Regions from separate parts of the Sus scrofa genome. Here all the other regions are linked to region 3. A link is a contact called in public Hi-C and HiChIP or PLAC-seq data. All regions are on one chromosome and are shown on one strand. The core of a region is the stretch at or near the end of the contact, and the rest is flanking DNA. Distances in the headings are between cores, read along the strand shown.

Region 1 (2,700 bases), core at 98-2,597, 240 kb after region 3:
AATATTAGGATCTGAAAACGGAAGTCTAAGCTGATGAGGTATGGCCCTCCAGGAAGAGGCCTGAGTGCTTCTTCCCTCACTGACCCAGAACCTGCTGCTCCTTAGGACGACCCTCCAACAGGCTCTCATTAGGAGAAAGAGAAGCCAGGTGAGGTGGATCTACCCTTCCCTCCTCAGCATCTGTGACAAAGGAAATAATTAGAAATCAAAGATTAAGTCTGAAGTCAGACACATGGAGGTCAGGCTGGTTCAGAGAACAGAAGAAGCAAAGCCTTTGTCCATGTAAGGACAAGATAGGGTGGTCTAGTGGTTAAGTGTACAGATACTGAATCAGGCTACTGAGGTTCAAACTCCAGCCTGCCATTTATTTATTCATTTTTGTCTTTTATCTTTTTAGGGCTGCACCCAAGGCATATGGATGTTCCCAGGTTAGGGGTCGAATCAGAGATGTAGCTGCCAGCTTATGCCAGAGCCACAGCAACGTGGGATCTGAGCCACGTCTGTGACCTACACCACAGCTCAGGGCAACGCAGGATCCTTAACCCACTGAGTGAGGCCAGGGAAAAAACCCGCAACCTCACGGTTCCTAGTCAGATTCGTTTCCGTTGCACCATGATGGAAACTCCAAACCTGCCATTTATTTACTGATTTTCTTGGAGTCCCCAAATCCTAATGTCCCTATCTGAATATGGGAATCACAGTACCTACTTCATAATGTTACTTTGAGGACTAAATGTGATAATATGTGTAAAATGAGCTGAGTCTATCTCCTGTGTGACAAATGTTTTATATCAGTAATTTAAACCAATCTAGAGGAGAGACACAGTGAGGGGGCAGGGCCAGGGGCAGTAGCATGGAGGGGATATAGGGTCGGGATAGGCTGCATCTCATAACACCTTGCTCTCTAGCGTGTGCCTGTCGAAGACGTAACCTGTGCTCTTCTTGGTTGGGAAGCTGCATCAACACGTAATAAAAGAAGAGATTTGGAGACTCCTCAGAAAGGAAAGAACAGCTGTGATCTTTCTCCTCAACTCAGCTTATTTTTGTTCCCATGAAGGCCACTGTAGCTATTGGGATTACAAGCACCCCCACCCCCACCCCCCAAAAAAGCCTCTCTCCAGTGAACCAAGAGATTTAAGTGGCAGCACCAGTGACAGAATATCTGGCTGTCTGGCTCCTGTGTGCTGGCGCCTCTCCACCCCCGCCCATCTCCATCCTAGTTTTGGCTTCTCTAGTCAGACTTCTCTGCATAGCAGCAGAGGGTGTGCTCAGCGGCTCTGCCCAATGACGGACGGACCTGCAGCAGCCCCCGCTGAGGAGGCCAGGCTGTGATTCAGACTTCAGAGCACATTTGGAGGGTATTGCTTCTCAGCTGCCAGTAACAGCATTAGGTTTTGTGTTTTGTGATGGGCACTCTGTGGTCACTTTTCTGATTCATCAATTCTCATGTCCACCTAACCCTCTTCCCAACGACCTTTTATCCCATCTCCCCTCCCATTCATCTCCTTATTTGTCCTTGTGAATAACTACTTATTTCAGTGTATTTGGATATAAAGTCCTCTCTCTAATCTGATGGACAAAGAAACTTAAATGTGAATCTCTTCGGGAGGGTTCTACTTAATAGTAGATGAGGCTACTCAAAGGAAGCCCCTTAGCCTATAAAGCCAAAGCCGTCCTCAGGGGTCTATCATTCTCACCTGGAACCATATATACATCCTGTAGACATTTCATTCAGCACTCAGGTCTCCAGATTCACAGGTCCCTCCGTATGATCATGTGTGCATACAAACGACTCTTTTCAGAACCTGGGCCCCTGACTGATGGTTCAGGGACATGTCTGCTGCCTCGCACTGTCCTAAGGTAAGTCCATGTTATCTTATCTACATGTATAGTGTATTTGTGCAAAGCATACAGACCTGTTGTTGATTGTGATTTAGATATTGATAACATAAGGAGTAGACCAGAACAGTAGGTTTCAAGGACGTTGCCCTAGAGATCACTGTGGTCACTGTGAGTTAGAGAAGAGCAAGGCAAGCTGGCAGGCTCTGAACCCCACCCTCACCCCAATTCAACAAGAGAAGCTCTGCTTTATGAGTTTGCATATTTGGTTTTGCACTGGATAGTCTCTGTTTGCCTGTTTAAATCCATTCTCTGCCCTTCTCCATCCCTAGGAAGCTTGTTTTCTGGACTGCATCATTTCAGCTTCCTTGCCCTGGAGCATGGCTCAGCCAATGGGAGGAGCAGCGGGAGGCTGAAGGGCACAGGACTGAGAATCAGGGGTATTCATTCCCGTGACTACTCCCCTTCTAGGCTGTGGCTTGGCAAGGGCTACATTCCTCTATCAAAGTCCACAGCTTCTACCAGGTGGTGCCTTCCTATAGCTACAGTTCTTGCCAGGTTCTTGTAACAATTCTGCCCACTCTCCTTTCCCCATTCAGCCTGGGCTGGCCATGCCGTCCCACTGTGGCTAGCCCTGCCTTATTTTTACCATGCCTTGCTGGTCTCTCTTTACCCACACCCAGCTTTTGTGAATAGCCCCTTCATTAAAACCTCTTCACTCACCCTTATTCAGTTTTCCAACTATGTTTGAATTTTCCAAGCTAGTGCTGTGACTGATTCAGTCTTCTATTGTAAGATCTTTTTAGTAGAGGATTCTACTGCTAAATAAAATTTGCAAAACCACAAAACTGGATCAAACAG
Region 2 (2,753 bases), core at 3-2,502, 200 kb before region 3:
GGGGTCTGTCCAGTGCAAGCAACATTCTAGGCAAAAGGAACAACAATGTACAGAGGCACTGTATCCATTCAACACACATTTAGTGAGAGCCTACAAGCTGCTGGTAAAGTGCACACCTTACTGAATTCCACAAATAGTATTGCTGGTATTGCCAAGGAGAAGACAGAGTAGGTAACGCAGTGGCAAGCAGGGATCAGATCAGAGTTCCTTTGTATGTCACTTTACAGGACATAAACTTTGATCTACAGGCATGGAAAACCACCCAAGACTCCGGAGCAATTAAGTGACAACCTCAGATTTACATATGTTTGAGTATATGCTCAGTTCAGATCACTTCCAGTGACCCCAGAAAAACAGAAAAAATATCTCGAAAATCTGCACAGCGCAAACACAACAAACCAAACGCTGTCACACCCATGATCCTATCAGCTCCTCAGTACAACTCACTGAGTTGGCAGGGCAGCCAAAGAGTTCAAGAGCCTGGACTGAGAGAGTTACGTGACAACCAACGGGCGCCAAGACCAGGCGCAGGGCCCCGGAACTACCGGGGCCTCGGGACACCCACCCTCGACCCTGTGCTGGGGCCTCCCTACTCTCGGGCAGGCCGGCACCCGCTCACCTCCTCAAATTTTCGATCTCAGCCGGGATGCTCTGAAGCTGGTTGCCGCCAAGGCTGAGGGTCTGCAGCGCACGCAGCTCCAGCACCGAGGTGGGCACCTCCTGGAAACAGTTCCCGCTGAGGTTGAGCACCTGGAGGCTGCGGCAGAGCGGCGACTGGGCCAGGCCCTTGGGCAGCGCGCCGGGCCCGCCGAGACGGTTATTCTTGGCCAGCAGCGTGCGCAGGCCGCTCAGCGCTAGCAGCTCCGGCCCCAGCGCGGTCAACGCGTTGCCGCTCACGTCCAACAGTTGGAGGTGCGGGAAGCCGCTGCCCAGCGCCCGCGGCAGCGACACCAGACGGTTGTGCGGCAGCAGCAGCCGTAGCAGCGCCTCCCGCGTTCCGCGCCGCTCCTCGCCCCGCGCCTCCAACTCCGACTCCAGCGTCTCGGGAGAAACGCTGAGGCGGGACAAGTTCAGCTCGGCCTCCCCGGCCGTGGCCACCGGCGCTCCGGCCTCCTGCATCCCGGCCACCGCGTCGCGCAGAGCGCGACCCACAGGCCGGGAGCTCCGCGGCGCCCCGGAACCTGAACCGAGGGCTGCGTCGGAAGTGGCGCGGGCGGGCGCTAACCCCGGCCCCCCTCCCCCCCCGCGGAGTCACGCGACGCTAGGAGGCGGGGTGCGCGCGCCGCTCAAGGGCCGGACTCCGTCTCGCGCGGCGCGCCGCAAGGATCCCATGAGCCGGGCGGGGGCAGAGAGCAGTCAGTGCTCGGCTTACTCTCTGAGCCCGGCTGGGTCCGGGCAGTCGTGTTCTATAGTTCTTGAAGTCTGGTGACCTGTCCCCGAATTCCAGGGTGGCCTCGGTAAACAGTCCGAGGACAGTTTGGTTATTTGGCTTTGAGGGTTCGCGCGTGACGGTGCACCGCCTTCTGAGGCCCTGGTTTCGGAGTGGGGGCCCCTGGTCTGCGGGAGCCAGCGAGGACTCAGGACTTTAGTGATGATTCAGTTGCATGACAGCAAGACCCGGGAATTCAAAGTCCCGGGATTGACCAAGCCGACTTAAAAGCGCGAAGGCAGCTGAACTAGAAATCGGGACTCTTGGATCTTACCTCGGGTTCTGCTGTTAAATAACTTTGTTTCCTCGGACAGGGGATTTGATTTCAGTTTCTCCATCCAAAAAAAATATGGCTAATCCTTGGCCTGCTTGCCCTAGAGGATTTTTTTTTTTAAAGGAATGTGTGTCAAGAACATTTCACCATTTTAGCTGTAGAAGCACTTCTGTGGTTTTTGGTTTAAGTTGCAGTGGCTGGAAATGAATTTGGGAGCCATGGCTGAGTTTTCGTTAATTTGAAATAGCTCAAATTAATTGATCAGTTTAACCCAGAAAGCATTGAGATTTTACTTCAGGTTAAAACTTCAATTTAACTGGAAAAGTCCTGATTCTGGCTTTCATGTAGTACTTCTAAACCTGTTTTCGCCCTTACCCTAAAGTCGGTTTTTTTCTGAAATTTTTATAATTTTGAAAAGTCATGGATAGAAATGAAAATATTTAGTGTATTTTTTTACAAAGCTTATGCATAAAAATGTTAGACGATTGTATATAACCAGTGCTATTAAATTGCTTTCTTCCTAAAAAGAATAAAGTTAACTTTTTTCTTGCCGGTTATTTGTGTGAGAAATTATGCTTTTTACCTCCTGCCAAACTTTAACTTAATTTCTGATTGATTTATGGTTATGGGAGGATACACTTTGTGAGTTTAAAGCAGGGATGGAGTGTTTTTAAAACCAATGGAGTGTCCTGAATTTGAAACCTGTTTTGAAAGGGTCCTTTTAAAAAGTAGACTTTACTTGGGATCAAGATAACATTCTGGCAGGAACCTAGTGTGTGAAAATTGCAAATGTTTAAAATAATACGGGAGTTCCCGTAGTGGTGGGCAGTGGTTAACGAATCCGACTAGGAACCATGAGGTTGCGGGTTTGATCCCTGCCCTTGCTCAGTAGGTTAAGGATCTGGCGTTGCCGTGAGCTGTGGTGTAGGTGCAGACGCAGCTCGGATCCCGAGTTGCTGTGGCTGTGGTGTAGGCCAGTGGCTACAGCTCCGATTCAACCCCTAGCCTAGGAACCTCCATATGCTGCAGGAGCGGCCCAAGAAATGGCAA
Region 3 (2,700 bases), core at 96-2,595:
AGGTCGCAGACGCGGTTCGGATCCCGTGTTGCTGTGGCTCTGGCGTAGGCCAGTGGCTACAGCTCCGACTGGACCCCTACCCTGGGAACCTCCATATGCCGCAGGAGTGGCCCAAAGAAATAGCAAAAAGACAAAAAAAAAAAAAAAAAAAACAACAACAACAAAAAATTTCTTTCTTCTACATTCCCTCAGTCTCCATTCTTCTGAGCCCATTTTTCTATATATTCATTTGGACAGTAAACTGCTTAGCAAATATTATCATATTCTGTCTATTCTTTCTGTACTGCCGGGATTGTCAGCTCCTCAGAGACAATCACCTCATCTTTCATTTTTGTTTTTCCCACTCAGCCTAGAAGATTGACTGACTAGTGTGCAGGATGCTTCATGCAGTGAGTGCTTAATAAATATTTAAAAACAGTATTAAAATGTTGAATAAATTTGACAGCAGTGCTGCTCCTCATCACGTCAAGTGCCAACACTTTCTAGGTCCCTTCTCTGCTTAGCAACCATTTCGCAACATTTCTACATGTCCCCAGATGGTTCATCCAAGCTGAAGTTAACTTTTGATCCACTTTCCTTGCCTGAGTTATGGAAATATTGTTTACATGTTTTCCCCTAAGGAATATCTGCTTGGTACCCAAAGAACCTGCCTTGCAACTTGAAGTAGCCCTTTTTCTTTGGTGATAGTGGGGAAAGGAGAAGGATGGTAGGGATGGAGAACATTCCCTTTAAGGTTATCCTCACTCTTCCCCCCAAACTATCTTTCACAGTAAGATAAAATGCTCCTATGCTTATTTTCATATTTCTATGGATGTTTTTTAATCTTAGCATCTGAAGAATGGTAAGGATTTTACTAAAAGGTTTCAGTGTTGTAACTAAGATTTGGTTTTTCTTTTTCTTGGATAAGGAATATTTTGCAAAGTATGTTGCATCTATTCATTATTTTATTTAATCCTCACATGAGTTTTGCTAGGCAGACAGAATAGGGATCATAATCTCCAGGATAAGGAAGAGGAAACTCCGAGAAGTTAAGTGACTTCCCCAGGTCAGAGAGATGGACTTGTACTAAAAGAGAATTCCACAGTCGGTCCCATTTCTCCTCTCTGCTAACTCAACTTCACAGAATGTGCCCTTCAGGGTCAGTAAAGCTAGAGCTGCAAGCACGGACAAGAAGCGAGACTTTCCACAGCGGTAGGAAAAGGAGAGGGCGGGGGAAGGCGAGGAAAGTACCTTGCGCATGCGCAGATCGCTACTAGCGCCGGGGACAGAGGAAGGTTAAAAAGCTGTACATGCTAAACCGTTTCCGCCTCTTGCTAACACGCAGGCGCACTTCCTCAGGACAAAGGTCAGCACGTAGGGGGCGGGCCTCGGGGCCCCGCAGGCGCGTTTGTGCGCCGGGTTGCCAAGATGTCGTTCCCAAAATACAAGCCTTCCCGCCTGGCAACCCTGCCAGCTACTCTCGACCCAGCTGAATACGACATATCTCCGGAAACCCGGAAGGCACAAGCCGAGCGGTTGGCCATAAGATCCCGGCTTAAGCGGGAGTACCTGCTCCAGTACAACGACCCTAACCGCCTAGGGGTCATCGTGAGTGAGGGGCCAGCCGGGTGGGAATCGAGGGCCAGAGTCCGGATGGTCCCGTCAGACCCGGCAGCCTAGACGGCCCAAGGGGGACCACGCCACGGGGCGGTCACCGTTTCCAAAGAGTGTTTTAAAACACAGGTCCTCTTCCAGGCCCAGAGAGCAGGACCTTGGCATTAGCCCTTTGACCTTGGGTGGATAGCTTAGCGGTTAGGAGGACGGGTTCTGGGTTCACAAGTGGCTGGGTTTGAGTCCCAGCTTGATCACTTCTCGCCTGGGTGATCATGGAAAAGCTTTTCAACCCTGCTGCTTGGCTTTGGTTTTCCTATCTGAAAAATGGGGATAATATAGTACTTCCTGTTTTACGAGGCTCTTATGAGGATTAAATGAGATGGGGCACGTGACCCACCAGCACAGTTCCTGGCTTGTGCTGAGTGTTCAGAAAATATGGGGGGGGGGGTGTTTTAAAGCTGTTTTCCACTTTACAGTTCACAGTTCATAGAAATACTGTTCTGATGGGAATATAGTGATTTTTCAGTTTACATCTTCTAATAATCCAGATACCCTACAGCTTGCTAAAGCTTTGGGCTTTGGAGTCAGACACGAAGGCACTACCTATTGGCAAATTATATGACCTTGTGCAAAATCCCTAACCCTTCTGAACCTTAGTTTTATAATTTTCATATACGGAAACGATAGTACATTCTTTATAGAAACCTTTTGAGGTTAAATGAGATAGTCTGTATAATGCTCCCAGCACTTATAACATGCCTAGTAGACCGATAGCTATTATCTAGAAGATAATTTTCTGTACAAGAGCTATTTAAATATGTAAATATGATTTTTTAGAGAAGTTTTTTTCCCAACAGTTGCATTGGTATTTTGTAGGAATTTTAGGAAGTTGTGAGGATTGAAGGAAATTTACAGGTGTGCCAGGAATTACTGAAACTTTCTGAAATTCAAATATCATGGGTATTTGAAGATTTAAACTTTATTACTATCCCCATTTTACAGATGAGAAAGATGACATGGGAAGGGCAAGTTGTCACAGGGTGATACTCTGTTAGCAAGTGGTAGAAAAGAATTAGAACCACAGTCTATAACCCAGAGCATCTTCTC
Region 4 (2,784 bases), core at 148-2,647, 150 kb before region 3:
TGAACTCTTAACACCAGTTACCTAAGACCAATGGGATTTGAGGGTTACGGGAAAGATTATTAATTTTATGTTTGTATAAATGTCTCTACTATCGACTTATATAAAGCAACTGTTAATTTTGTAATTTAAAAATCTTATAAAGGTAAGTAGTGTTTAAAAAGAAAAGTATCCCTACATTCACATCTGATTTTTACCTTCTGAGATAAAATTTTCACTTCTTTCAAATACACAAGGTGTGCTTTTATAAAGATAATGAAATCATGGGCACTGCTGACTGGTAGCTCCAGCAAGGTAACCACACCTGCCTTGGCCACTGTCCTCTGGCTTCCGACCTTAGGACTTACCTCAATACAGAGGCAAGTGGGCTCTCCCTTCTCTGTGACTGCACATTCCCGGCCGGCTCCACAAAACACATTGGCACAGATCTTGGATTTGCTCCTTGGCTCTTCCTAAAACACAAAATCAAAAAGAAACTCTGTCACTGAGATGAGTCCATCTCTGGATAAGCCAATGGTGGTAATTATCTCTCAGGCTTGGGCTGTGGTCTGGAGTGAAGACTCATGGTGCTGAAGGGTCCTGAACAGCCAGAAGCTGTTGCCAACTGCCAGCATCCATCTTGCTGGCACTGCTCCTGCTCAGGTCCAGTTACTTCTGAGTGCCCAAGAGTGCTTCTTATAGAGCAAATTTCCTCCTTGCATGCTTTCTTCTAAAAATGTTAACTGAGCACCCATTAAAGGACAGTACTAGGCTAAGGTCTGGAGATATAAAGACTGTCCCTGTCCTCACGTGGAAACACAACAGAGACTTCCAGAAAGCAATGCGTAAGTGTAACAGTGGGAGGGTGAGAATCAAAGGAGACTTTCTGAAGATAGGTCCTAAAGGATGAGAAGAGTAAACCAGGCAGAAGTGGAAATGCTTGAGAGAAATACACATATCAAAAGGACCAAAGTCTCACTGACTAGGGTTCTGCTATCTCAAAAGGCGAGAGAAGGATGGCTAAACCATCAGAAACACGGATCTGCTATTATTCGACATGGTCCTATTCAGCCCCCTGTCCATATCTGCCTCTGGCTTCAGAGAACCAAGGGGGCTGAATCACTTAACAGAACTGTTTTCAAACCACTTGTGGTTAGACATTTGTGTTCATACATATGTAGCAAAACTGAAAAGGCAGGGAATGGTCCCAGCCTATGCCACCAAGAATGTGAGCATTTGCAGGCAGTAACCTGTCAGTGACACAGTCCTTCCCTCATATTAAATGGTGGCAGAAAGCCAGCCCCACTCCATCTGCCATTCAGGAGTGGCAGTTGAATGAAAGAGAATGTGATTCCTCCAGCCCTTTTCCTGACTGTCTGGGCAGGTAGTCACCTGGGACCTCCAGGCTTGTGCCTACTGAGGTAGCACTGGCTGTGACAGAACCAACAAAGGTCATGCAACTGGCCATAGTAAGGGCAGGGATAGAATCTAAGATTCCAGCCTTCAGGCGAGGTCTACCACGTCATGTAGAAAGCTCATACCCAAAAAGCTTGTAACTGTAAAATCCTTATAGTGGTCAAACGTTTTGAGTCCAAGAACAGGTCAAAGAAAGCAAAAAACAAAGTAGATGTGAGATCTGAGGGTCTGTGTCCAATACAGTTGGTCTGCTGCCACCTGGAGGCTGCTTTGCAAACTCCAGGTTATTTTCTCTCCGAGCGAGCTTGAAGGGCACGCAGAGCTCCCTCCCATTGGTCTAGAAACCCGGGCCATGCTCACGTTTCATTGGTTCACAGGCTGTTGCTAAACCCATTCTTTTTTGGATGTTGCTAAGGGGAATTCAATAAAGCTGGCAGGCAGCGAAAAAAAGAAAAAAAGAGGAAGTAATTCCCAGAAGGCTGGGGGTACTGGAAAGCTGTTGTTTCCTAAACCAGGAGTGGAGATAAAATTGCACATATTCTCCAGGCAAGACCTTCTTGGAAACTGTGCTTGGGAATGAAAAACAGCTCTAAAAATGAAAAGGAAGGGGAAAAAGAAGAAAAAAGGAAAAGGCTGTCACTGATCATTGTTAAAAAAAAAACCAACAGAACAACTCAGCTAGGACTTTCTCCTCTCCCCCTTTATGAAACATGTTGAGAGATACAAATACATGTCCTTCATGAATCTGTCACATGAGTTAAAGACACACTACTGCATAAAAAAACATGCTCAGACGTATGCATGTCTACACTCCAAGACACACCAACACATGGCCCCATAAGCAGATACTCACAAACCGTTATCACTTACTAGCTCTTCGTCCATAATAAGGCACTTTAATGCTCTGAGCCTGTTTCCTCATCTGTAAAGTAGGGGTAAATACTAGCCCTGCCTTGTCAAGATAAAATGAGATAATATATTTGGAATTGTGTCATAAACTATGAAACAAGTTGCCCGTGAAGTGTTACTCATATTAATGCTTAAAGAACTTCCTGCAGAATAAATAACTTGTGGCATTTATAGAGCCTCTTTTTATCTTATGTTTGTTTTTAGTGAGTATTCATAATAAAAGCTTTTACTTATAGATCAAATTCAACTCGTCATTTTTTAGAAATAATTCTAAAAAATCCATTTGAAGAAATACTCTTTACCTAAAATACAATGACTAATATTTGATAGCACTATTAAAACTTGCAGAATGTTTTCACACATACACTTTCCTCTTATTGTGGATAACCCTGCAAAAACATGCATATTAACTACATTTTATAGATGAGGAAACTTTTTTTTCCTCTTTTTTGTCTTTTTTAGGGCTGCACCCACGGCACATAG

What was found. Hi-C and Micro-C count contacts between places; a contact is called where the count stands out from the background. HiChIP or PLAC-seq counts read pairs in DNA pulled down with a chosen protein or histone mark.
Region 1: a contact with region 3 is called in an H3K27ac HiChIP or PLAC-seq map of alveolar macrophages. The contact joins the promoter of STXBP5L here to the promoter of NDUFB4 in region 3. A contact is called at or near these places in 1 of 47 Hi-C or Micro-C datasets (embryonic fibroblasts) and 1 of 2 datasets of contacts at active chromatin or transcription factors (alveolar macrophages).
Region 2: a contact with region 3 is called in a Hi-C map of liver, with 4 times the contacts expected there. The contact joins the promoter of LRRC58 here to the promoter of NDUFB4 in region 3. A contact is called at or near these places in 7 of 47 Hi-C or Micro-C datasets (brain, fetal skeletal muscle, heart right ventricle and 2 more) and 2 of 2 datasets of contacts at active chromatin or transcription factors (alveolar macrophages and skeletal muscle).
Region 4: a contact with region 3 is called in an H3K27ac HiChIP or PLAC-seq map of alveolar macrophages. The contact joins the enhancer-like site here to the promoter of NDUFB4 in region 3. A contact is called at or near these places in 1 of 5 promoter capture datasets (liver), 5 of 47 Hi-C or Micro-C datasets (brain, embryonic fibroblasts, heart right ventricle and 1 more) and 2 of 2 datasets of contacts at active chromatin or transcription factors (alveolar macrophages and skeletal muscle).

The regions. Positions count from the first base shown.
Region 1 is chr13:139,489,874-139,492,573 of Sscrofa11.1, reverse strand. It overlaps STXBP5L (syntaxin-binding protein 5-like), which reads left to right and starts at 1,347. Exons shown (of 30, transcript XM_021070287.1): 1 at 1,347-1,860.
Region 2 is chr13:139,926,207-139,928,959 of Sscrofa11.1, reverse strand. LRRC58 (leucine-rich repeat-containing protein 58) reads right to left here and starts at 1,252. Exons shown (of 5, transcript XM_021070309.1): 1 at 620-1,252. The coding sequence starts at 1,119.
Region 3 is chr13:139,729,137-139,731,836 of Sscrofa11.1, reverse strand. NDUFB4 (NADH dehydrogenase [ubiquinone] 1 beta subcomplex subunit 4) reads left to right here and starts at 1,345. Exons shown (of 3, transcript XM_003361882.4): 1 at 1,345-1,587. The coding sequence starts at 1,408. The region is part of intron 2 of LOC102162379 (a long non-coding RNA gene); the gene reads right to left.
Region 4 is chr13:139,880,719-139,883,502 of Sscrofa11.1, reverse strand. It overlaps FSTL1 (follistatin-related protein 1), which reads right to left. Exons shown (of 11, transcript XM_021070306.1): 3 at 345-449. Among named protein-coding and RNA genes, the nearest start is that of FSTL1, 35 kb to the right of the region's middle. Within about 2 kb of position 1,397, at least 36 of the 83 cell types and tissues checked have an H3K27ac peak or open chromatin away from gene starts, as enhancers often do. A contact at or near this core is called in alveolar macrophages and embryonic fibroblasts, where this site is marked.